Linked DNA regions of Mus musculus: region 2 is linked to region 1. The links are chromatin contacts, called in public promoter capture Hi-C maps. All regions are on one chromosome and are shown on one strand. The core of a region is the stretch at or near the end of the contact, and the rest is flanking DNA. Distances in the headings are between cores, read along the strand shown.

What was found. Promoter capture Hi-C pulls out the DNA fragments that hold promoters and counts their contacts.
Region 2: a promoter capture Hi-C map of embryonic stem cells shows a contact between it and region 1. The contact joins the enhancer-like site here to the promoter of Syde1 in region 1. A contact is called at or near these places in 2 of 39 promoter capture datasets (cranial neural crest and embryonic stem cells).

The regions. Positions count from the first base shown.
Region 1 is chr10:78,588,792-78,593,947 of GRCm38.p6, forward strand. It overlaps Syde1 (synapse defective 1, Rho GTPase, homolog 1 (C. elegans)), which reads right to left and starts at 3,173. Exons shown (of 8, transcript NM_027875.1): 1 at 3,011-3,173; 2 at 1,111-1,452; 3 at 310-954; 4 at 1-130. The coding sequence starts at 3,098. Gm30346 (a long non-coding RNA gene) reads left to right here and starts at 3,250. Exons shown (of 3, transcript XR_380602.2): 1 at 3,250-3,689.
Region 2 is chr10:78,256,905-78,262,060 of GRCm38.p6, forward strand. Gm30122 (a long non-coding RNA gene) reads right to left here. Exons shown (of 3, transcript XR_380597.2): 2 at 2,900-3,012. Among named protein-coding and RNA genes, the nearest start is that of Gm30122, 4.6 kb to the right of the region's middle. Within about 2 kb of position 3,202, at least 13 of the 459 cell types and tissues checked have an H3K27ac peak or open chromatin away from gene starts, as enhancers often do. A contact at or near this core is called in embryonic stem cells, where this site is marked.

The DNA.
Region 1 (5,156 bases), core at 1,923-4,422:
AGCTGCAGAGGGAGCCCGAAAACACGGGGCTCTGCTGTGGCAGGGGCTTCTTGCTGTTCCGACAATGTTAGCTTGGCGTAAAGAAGTCCCTGGGGTTCAAGTCGAACGGCCAGTTGTTGCGCTTGGCACCCTAAAGATGCAAGGAGGACTGAGGCAATTTTATCCTAAAAGTTTCTGTGTCCTGACTCCCCTCATCTAGAACACCCCTCAATCATGAAGCCCAGCCACCATGGGCACCATGGGAGAACAGGAGGCCCTTAGGTGGGTCTTTGTTTCTTGCTCTTACTTCCTGGAAGTCCCACGTCTTACCTCGAAAGATGGTTGGCAATAGCACAGTGCCCTGGGCACAGGGCCGGTGCCGCCTCACACCAGGGTCCCATGCAAGTACCAAGGCCCGCAGCAGACGAGCAGCCTCCAGCTCTAGGTGGAAGGTGTGGTCCAGCCTCAGGAAGTCTGGTCCGCTTCGAAGTGGCCCTGTGCGGGCCCGAGCTACCCCATCCACTTGGAGAAGGCAGCAGAGATCTCGTGGAGTAGCCCCGGGACTTGGTCGCAGACCCCCTAGCCCATACAGGTGCAGGCTGAGACGCCCCCAGAGGGCAGCTGGAGGAGTCCGGGCCGATGGACCCACTTCATAGGGCCGGAAGGCAGTGGGTGATGGTGGTCCTCCAGGACGCTCAGGCGAATCACCATCGCTGAGGTACCCACCCCTTGGGCTCCTAGACCCTCCAGCCACTGATGCCTGCCCAGGAGTCCCCACACTGCTGTCCAGGTGATAGCGGCTGATGACAGAGCCTGCTGGGGCGGTCCTCTCTCTATCCCGGCCTGTGCGAGTACTTCTTAGGCTTAGGCGGCGCCGGAGCTCTGGCAGCTTTTTCATCTTCATTGAGAGGCGCCTGGCAGGGCCTGGGGACTTGGTACGGGAGGTTTTGGTAGGGGGGCTGGTAGGGGCTGCACCTGTAGGGAGAGCAAACTTCAGAGTCCAGGGCCTGGGATTGGAGTATGAATCTTATGGTCCTTGCGGGGCTGAGGATAATAAGGCTTAGGAACACCTGGAGTATAGGGTTTGAGGCTTGTGCATGCTTGTAGGTGAATATAACACTTTGTGCTTACCTTGGATGTTGGGGCCTTCTGGCTCAGAGGAAGCTAGCTGTGATCCCAAGGGCTCAGGTGCGGGTGGTCTGGGGTCTTCTTCAGGGATGGGGTTGTACCAAATCTCACCAGCAGGCTCCCCACTGCTAGGTGTCCTAGGCCCCAAAGAGATCTCCTCTGGTGGTTTAGCCCCTCCTAGCACCCATCGGCGGCTACTGGGCTCCAGGCTTTGCAGGTAGGCCCCCCGAGTGGGGCTTCGAGGTGTCTCGGGGCTGGGTGGTACCTCTGCTCCAGCCTGAGACCCTTCAAGGACACGAGGTTCTGGTTCTGGGGGTTTGGGCTCTGAGCGCTGGGCTGGGTGGCCTGGTGGAGAATGAAGATGGTAAGACCCAACTCTCAAGTTCCCAGAGGTCCAGGGAGGCAGTCTAGCTAATTGGCTTCAGCCCTCACTTCACATAACCAATCGACAGCAAGGAAGCTCTTTGCTAGCCTGGAGCCACTGCCTCCTTTGGAACCAGCTGTTTTGTTTGGTCCTAGCAGCTAGCTAATACTTTTGCAGTCCTAGCTTCAAGGTCCCCTGCCCTAGCCCCTAGTAATGCAAAAGGGACTGTGAATCAGCCTCAAGAGTCCAGGTCAAATGTCCTTGGAACCTCAGGACATTTCGGCTCTGTCACCCCTCTCCCAGACATTCCATTAATCCTAGAATCTTACGCCTGCCCCTTCTCATTGAGTGGCCTTGAGCAAGGCATTTTTCCTGATGCTCCATGTCTTGTTTATGAGGAGATTCAGTATTATCATATTCTCTTCTCGACCCCCTTCCAGCTTGGAGCTCAGTGTGAGAAGCAACTTTAGACAATAGGATCTGTAGCCCTGCTCAAGGCCCTAGTAGCTGCTGCTGGGAAGGCAGGGCAGGGAACGCTGGTTTCTTTTTCATTCAGCACCCTTTTCCCATTTCCCAAATCCTGCCCACAAGTTCTCTTGGATCTTGCCCCTCAGCCCAAGCCAGATTTCTACAGTCAGTGCCCCGTTACCCCGCCCCCCTTATCTTGGCTCTACTTTCTCTGACATCATGGTCGATTTCCTGTGTGTGTTTATGTGTGGGCACCCGGATCCCTTCTCTGGCCCTGGGACCCTTGGGATGCCCTGGGAACGGCCCGGGAGGAAGAGTCAGGTCCTTGGTATAGTGGCCTCCCTCCTTTAACTGCTTCCTTCCGAAGCCCCCTACCCATACAGCTTTCGTTCCTTTCCATTTCATTCTTGCTGTCTGTGGACCCCCAGATTTAAGGATCTTCTATTTCCACCCTTTGGCCCTCTGTTTCAGGTCTCTGTCATCAGTAGCATAGTCCAGAGGATTGTTTAAAGTCAGTTCACAGGCCCGGGACAAATCACCCAACAACCACGTGCCTCAGTTTCTCTGTCTTAATAAACAGGACGGTTTCTTGGGGCTGGCCACAGTAGGTGCGGCTGCAGCCTCTGGAGCGATGGTGGCATGGAATTGGGGAAAAGACTGCAATAATAAATATAACCCCGCACGACCTCTCTTTAGTACAGGAGTGTGTACCCAGGAGAGGTGCCCACCACCCAGCCATGTCGATGCCACACAGCTGTCCTCACCTCCCGCCCCTGCCCCGCCACTCTCTGGGCGCCCCTTCGAGGCCCCATTTCCTGTCAGGGGTGAGGCCCCCCTGCGGGGCCTTGCAAGGATCCCTGGGGCTGGCATCTCAGGCCAGCTGCACATAACGGTCCGTGCCCCCCGCCCCAGCCCCCCAGCCTTACAAAGATCCGGTGCATATTCCTCTCTTGCATCAGGGCTCGCTCCCGGCTTACCCACTAGGTCCCGCTGCGTACCCTACCGGGGACCTGGGGATCTGAGGCTGAGTGGGGCTCCCTTCTCTTACTTTCCGAGAGTCCCCGCACTCACCGCGGTCCTTGGCTTCTGACTTTTTTCGAGGAAGTTTCTCACGACCCCGCAGGCGGGAGAAGGTCTTCCTGAGCAGCGGCTCGGCCATGCTTGGGCCGCGGCCGGCCGAGTGCGCGCCCCGGGGCTGCGGCCGCCCGCCCCGCCCGCCTACCCCCCCCCCCCCACCGGCCCGCTCCAGCAGGAAGCGCATTCCGGGAATGCTTGGCCTTAACTTTTTTTTTTTTTTTTTCTTTTCCTTTCCCGCGGCCCGAGCAGGCGATGCTGGGAGATGTAGTCGCCTGGGGCCGGGAGGGGACATGATGGGGTGCTGGGCTGATCTAACTCTTCAACTATGAATGTCATGGCATAGGCTGGGCCCCCCATAACCATCCTCCTTGTGTGATGGCATGCAGCACATTCTGTCGGCTCCCCCAAACCGCATCCAAGGCACACATCAGCTCATGTCTTTCCTCCTGTCCGTCCATCCATCCCCACATCACCCAGTACCTCGACCACGATCTTTCCTTGGGAACCCCAAATGCCCCCAACTCAAGTTACTATTGCTGCTTATTGACCCTCAAGCTTAGTGGTTTCAGACAGCCGGGATGCTCACTGTCAGGAACATGGACGCGATATAGACGATGCAGTCTGCTGATCTCTACTCAGTCGAGAACACAGCAAGGATAGGTGTATCTCGAAAGTAAGTGGTGAAATCGGAGGTTGTATTATTATTTTTTATTTAGTACTGAAATACCGGAGGCTGGACAACTTTCTAAAGTAGACTGAGTTCATGTTGATGTCCTAGCAGCACTCCTTAAGACAGGAAGAGAAAAAAAAATCTTAGGTTTGGGCTGATTCTTACAACTTAAGTTTACTTTTTATTATGAATATGTGTGTGCTTCTGTGTGTATGGCACATGGATCGGGGTGTGTGTGTGGGTGCCCAGAAACGGCTGGGAAACAAGCACTTTTAACTGCTAATTTGGTCTCACAGAACCGTCTTCTGAAGGCCAACTCCCGCCGATAGGCTCCTTTCACCATGACTAGCCTATTAACAGGGCCACATAGAGGACTAAACTTTCAACACATGAACTGTGGCACAACTAAAGTTCAGGTCTCTTAACTGGTGCCAGACACAGGCTGGACCTCCACTGGGATAGTGGACTAAGCACCTATGTGGACACCTCTGTGTCCTTGGCTTCCTCCCAGTTCAGTAGTTTTGTGGTAATTGGTGGGTATGCAGGCGTCTAAAAGTTAAGAGTGCAGATGAGTAGAAGGAAGACCTGCCCAGCTTTGCTTATCCAGGCACATGTGGGAGGAGAAACTGTGGTGCTGCAATAGTTTGAAAAGATCTAGTACATTCTAAGAGACTGGAACTTTTGCTAGACCTTACAGCCAGAGATAATACCACACCTGGAAGTCACCCACGACTGCTAGCCTCCTATGTACTCATTGAGTAAGAGAACAATGTAGCAATCAACTCTACTTGTTTTGGATTTCCCATGCAATCAACTTCTTACAACCTATAATGTAATGCATACCTGGACTCTTAGATTAGGTACTCTTCCCGGCCCCTCACTCAGATAATGCACACGAAAGCAACACTTGCAGAAGCAGAAGCAACTTTCTACCAAAAAAACGTCGAAAGTATCCATTTACAGAAATTAGTTGATAAACAGTGATGCTTGTTATCTGTGTCAATTAGAGACAGATGGAGCTAGCAATTTAATCCCTTGTAAAACTCTGTTAAAGACTTCTGTAAAGTATCCCATTATGTGCTGTTCAATCCATATAGAGTAAAACACTTCCCCCCCCCTCTCTCTCCCCCCCCCCACACACATACAGAGCTCATACCAAACAGGTGGACAGACAGGAACAGATACAGATGCAGGCATACATTTAGACTCATGCAACAGATAGAGGACAGAAACAAAGGAAGTATGAAGTAAAGAATTCAAATCTGTATTCTTGGTTAAATGACTCCAAGAAGAGCATTTGTTTTTAATGTAACGTGGATGCATCATTGGTAACTCAGAGTTAATCACTGATTAACCCAGGCAGGATATAGTGTTGTGTCCTCCTTAAGAAATAAAACCTGCTTCACACTTGCGTTCGATGCTACATTCAGTGCCCAGGGTGGACTTGGAACTAAGATCACATTCCTGAAC
Region 2 (5,156 bases), core at 1,952-4,451, 330 kb before region 1:
CATCCCATATACAGTTACCAAACCCAGACACTATTGCAGATGCCAATAAGAGCTTGCTGACAGGAGCCTGATATAGCTGTCTCCTGAGAGGCTCTGCCAGTACCTGACAAATACAGAAGTGAATGTTCACAGCCATCCATTGGACTGAGCACAGGGTTCCCAATGGAGGAGCTAGAGAAAGGACCCAAGGAGCTGATGGGGTTTGCAGCCCCATAGGAGGAACAACAATATGAACCAACCAGTAACCCCAGAGCTCCCAAGGACTAAACCACCAACCAAAGAGTACACGTGGAGGGACCCATGGCTCCAGCTGCACATGTAGCAGAGGATGGCTTTGTGGGACATCAGTGAGAGGAGAGGCACTTGGTCTTGTGAAGGGCCCCAGTGCAGGGGACTGCCAGGACAGGGAAGCGGGAGTGGATGGGTTAGTGAGCAGGGGGAGGGAGGATGGGATAGGGGGTTTTTGGAGGGGAAACCAGGAAAGGGGATAAAATTTGAAATGTAAATAAAGAAAAGGATATATATATATTCTATCCAGAAGGAATAAGGTGGCATGAGAGCTACTCTGTCATCTGAGAGCTTCTGTCATAAGAACTGTGACACTGCTGCTTGGGAAAGGGTTTGCTCTCCCAAAACACCACCAGAAGCTCTCCGTACTCCTAACTGGCTAGTTTCTCTCATTTGGCTCAGCCCCCCCCCCCCCCGACTCAGCGCAGGGCGATGGGTGTAGCCTCTTGGAGCAACTGAGGCAACACTGGCAGAGACTGAGGTGGAGCCAGCTGGGGCATCAGAGGCAGCGGAGGCTCCTCCCCTCACTGCTTGCACTCTCTTCCCTTTGCCTGAACCCTAGCACCCGGCCAGGCCAGAGGTCTCCATGGAAAACCTCCAGTTCACAGGCCCACACCACCACAGTCCCTGGATGGCTCCTGGTCCTCCACTGCCTCCCGCCTCCTCCTGGGATATCCCAGATGCCCCAATGCATCCAGGGTCCTGCAAAACTCAGCTATGATGGAGATGCTTTGCTCCCTGATATCCAGCCAAGCACCAGAGTTGAGGTGGAGTCACGGGCTTAACCCACTGCCTGAATGCTCAGGGTCTACTGACCAGGGATGGGCTGGCTCAGAGAGCTGCCACAGTCAACTCTTGAACCTGATCAGTCCTTACTCCTTGTCCTCAGAAAGCCCAGCATCTCTGACGCCTTTTCCCTAACCGTGGAAATAAGTTTGAAAATAGGCCCTTGGAGGGCTGGTGACCATCTTAGCCAGCCCTCTGGCCTCAGGCCTCCCTCACTGTTCTGCCTAGGGGTGGGGGGAATGGAGCAAAGACCCTCCTCCCTCCCCAGCAGCTGGCTGCCTCTCCCCACCTGCAGGACAGGAGCTCCAGACCAAAGTGACAGATATCACGACTGGCCTGCGTTCTCTGAGGTTTACCAATGTTCACCTGCCCTGTGCCTATCTGGGGTGTCCCCGAAATACCAAGTAGGCTTCTGTGTCAGCTTGCCTGGTTCTCAGAGCTGGTTCACACACACACACACACACACACACACACACACACACACCTGCTTTGTAGAAATTCCACCCTTAATGAGTCTGAAACTGAAAGCAAACAGGTCCCTAACCCAAGTACATTGTCCACAGAGCGATGTAAGGGCCATTATTGCAACTTGGCAGCAGGGGTGTGGTTCCTTTCCTCGAGGCAGAGAAACACTCAGAACATCGGAAATGCCCAAATTGGAGAATTAACAAAATCAGGAAACTAAACACAACTAAAAAAAGAAAAACAAAAGCTATGCTACTTGGAAATCTATGAGTTTTTCTCCTTAACTCTCCACCAAAGGCCAGCCCGATAGCACAAATAAACCCAGTAATGCTATTTGTAAAATCCAGAGGACAAGCTCACTGCTGATGGGGCTTGGAAGCAGGCATCACGAAACAGCCGTGACCTAAATGTCGTTCTATTAAAGGGGGAATGAGAAGAAATGGACCTAGCACTGACCTGAAAGGTTGGGAGACGTTATTTAAATGCAACAAGAAGGGAGGAATCGATAAAGATAAAAAGCACAGCAGATATTGAGAACTGAAAGGGCTAGGCTTATCTGTCATTTGGAAAAACGCCTGAATGAGCAAAGGGCAAGAAACTTTAAAAAGGGGACGTCCATGCTGAACAAGAAAGGGATATGGCCGAAGCGACCATTACATTTAAATTAGGATGAAAGGGGATTTTCCAGAGAAAACTGACTTTGGAGCACTGTAGAAAAACTAACTGGCTCCTTTACAACAAACAAATTGGGAAAGTTGCTAAAGAGCCCTTTCCCTTCAAATCCCTCTCTGGTACACAAAATACCACCTGACCATAGAGCATCCCAAGGGAGTCTACCAGGCTCAAACCCCCTGAGCCCAGGAAAAGAAGAACAGACCGCTGCCTCTTATTGCAGAACTGTAACATTGACGCCAAAACCCAATGAAGAAGAGGCATCCTCACCAGCCGAGACTTTAATGGATACAGTTCATCAGCCCTAAGTGAGGAGTGCTTCCGGGTCACAGGTCACAAAGTGACATGTGCTGCAAACACATCAAAGGCTGTTCCTGTCACTCTGCCCATCAACGGATTTGAGAAGAAATCCCTTATGGTTGTCACTGGAGTTTGACTGTGTCCCCAAAGTCCATGTATTGGAATTTAATCCCTAGTGGAGTATTTGGGGGTCCTGAGTGGCCACATATGTCCCAAGGCTCTGCTTACAGACGTCATGATGTTGATCACAGAAGGCATGGGGCCTCCTGTCTGATCTTTCTTGTTTACTCTCTGGTCCTCTCTTGCCCTCCCATCTTCTACATTTTTGGCATTAGAATTTCCAACTCCCGGGACCACAAGAAATAAATTTTGGCTGCTTGTAAATTACCTTGTGGAACTCTGTCGCAAGGTGACTGTCTTTCTCCAGTGAAAGCATTTACACAGGTTCTTAACAGGGCAGCATCTCTGCATATGTAAATATCAACCCAAAAGTCAGCCGGCCTGTGCAGGAGAAAACCGGTTTAACCCATGTGAACAAAGGGCTGGTGCAAGTTAAGAAGAGGGGGAAAGAGGAGATTTAGAAACTATTAGTGTTTTAGTGATCAGAGACCATTCACTTAGACATCAGTGGATCTGTGTGAGTACCGAGTCCCTCCCGTTCAGTGCCTCACAACTACTGACCTCATTTAATCCCAACAGTGCAAAAGCTTTGCTGTGAACCTATCAAATGACTCAGTAACAACCTTGCGCTACTTCTGGGTCCCAGATATGCAAAATTGAGTCCTCACAGAGGGACAGCACTCCTGTCCTTTGCCACGCCCACCACTCCCCTCATTCAGAGACCCTCCCCACAGTCAGACTGCATCCTGAGTCTTCAGACCAAGTGAAGACCATCCTGGCAGCCAAACATCATATTCCCAGTCATCAATTCCTAAACCGGTTCTGAACTGGCACATCACAGCAGACAGCATTTTCCCCTGTGCTTGATGGCCTAGGAAACACCCCCAGGATGTCCTTCCTAGGCGTCTATCATCCATGCTGGGAACACAAGTTCAGCCATGCTGCAGCAGAGGTTGCTGTTTATACTGTACGAGCCCATGCAGAACATGGGGGAGGGGAGCAACTCTTGGAGCTGGAAGCTTGCTCACACCCAACAAGCTGCTGAGCCAAAAACCCGGAGAAGGAATAGGGTTGAGGGAAGAGGAGGGGGAGGCAACAAGAACTATCCATCCTCGTGCATGCATAGGTCACTGGCCACTGTGTCACCTGTTACAGGCACCTGGGGAGAGCAGAAGCCCAGTGGAGGGACAAATGGAACCAGGGAACGTGGACCCAGTGGAGGGATGAGGGAGGGAAGAAGTCTGGGGATGGATTGCTGACCCTGTGTGGTTTTGGTGAACGACACACTCCAAGGGTCACTGTCTGCACCTTGGGGGGACAGGGCATCTAAGGACATAGTGTGAATGGTCAGCTGACCAAATTTCTGCAGAAGCAGAGTGGCCTAAGACTCTAGGACAGTCGGGCAAGAGGTAGGCACAAAGAATCAGTGCCACATTGGAAGTATGCTTTGCTTGAACCTTCCACCGTAATCCACTCCGGAGCTGGTGCCTGCAGCGTCTGGAGGCTGGAAGGTGAGCAAGGCAGCAGAGCATTCTGGGTGTGACCTGTATTTGGAGCCAAGCACCTGCTAGCTACAGGACTGTCAGAACAGCTGAGGGTTGTCCTTGATCCGAAAGGACAAATTGGGGATCCTGAGCCAGCTAGATGGGGTGTCAGAGAGCTCAGAAACAGGGCAGGGAGCTCTGGCAGGTTTTAGAGATAAAGGTTCAGGCCAGGCCTCACTCCCTGGGCTTTTGTTGGAGACCATGGGATCGAGCTTCCTCTAAGCCTAGGAGCTGGCAGGAGCTATGGCATGCATTTTTAAATGTCCATTAGCTGAGGGCACTCTCTAAGTGGCCTGTGGTGGGCCACAGAGGCTCCAGCAGAATGGCAGGGAGGCTCTGGGGGTGGTCACAGGACACATGCTCAGCCTCTCAGCAGGACTGTGGTGTGCTGCCAAGAAGAACTGTCCTATTTACCCAGGCCCAGCACAGCATGTCCTTAGTTGGCATCTCCAGCCAGGCCAACAGAAGCACCATCGGTGGCAAGTGTGGGGAAGGGCCCAGGGCCTGGGATGGGGTTGTGGGCCTAAGGATTTGGGATTAGTTGCTTTCTGCTGGAGTGATAACAGCAGGACTAAAAGTAGCTGGGGGAGAGGGTATTTGGCTTATACCCCCTACCACAGTCTGTCATCAAGGGAAGTTGGTAGCAGCTCAAGTCAGAAACTACAGCAGAGCCGACAGAGGAGTGCTGCTTATGGAATTGGTCCTCATGACCTTCTCAGCTTGCTTCAAACAAAAACCAAAACCAAACCAACCCCCCCAAAACAAAACAAAAACAAAAAAACTCAGGATCATCTCCCCAGGGCTAACTCTGTCCACATTGGGACAGGATGGGTCCTCCAACATCAATTATTAATCAATAAAATGGCCCATAGGCTTGTCCTTAAGCCATCTGATGGAGACATTTTCCCAATCCAGGTTCCCTCTTCCCAGATGACCCTAGCTCATATGTCAAGTTGACAAAACAGAAACTAGTTCAGATCT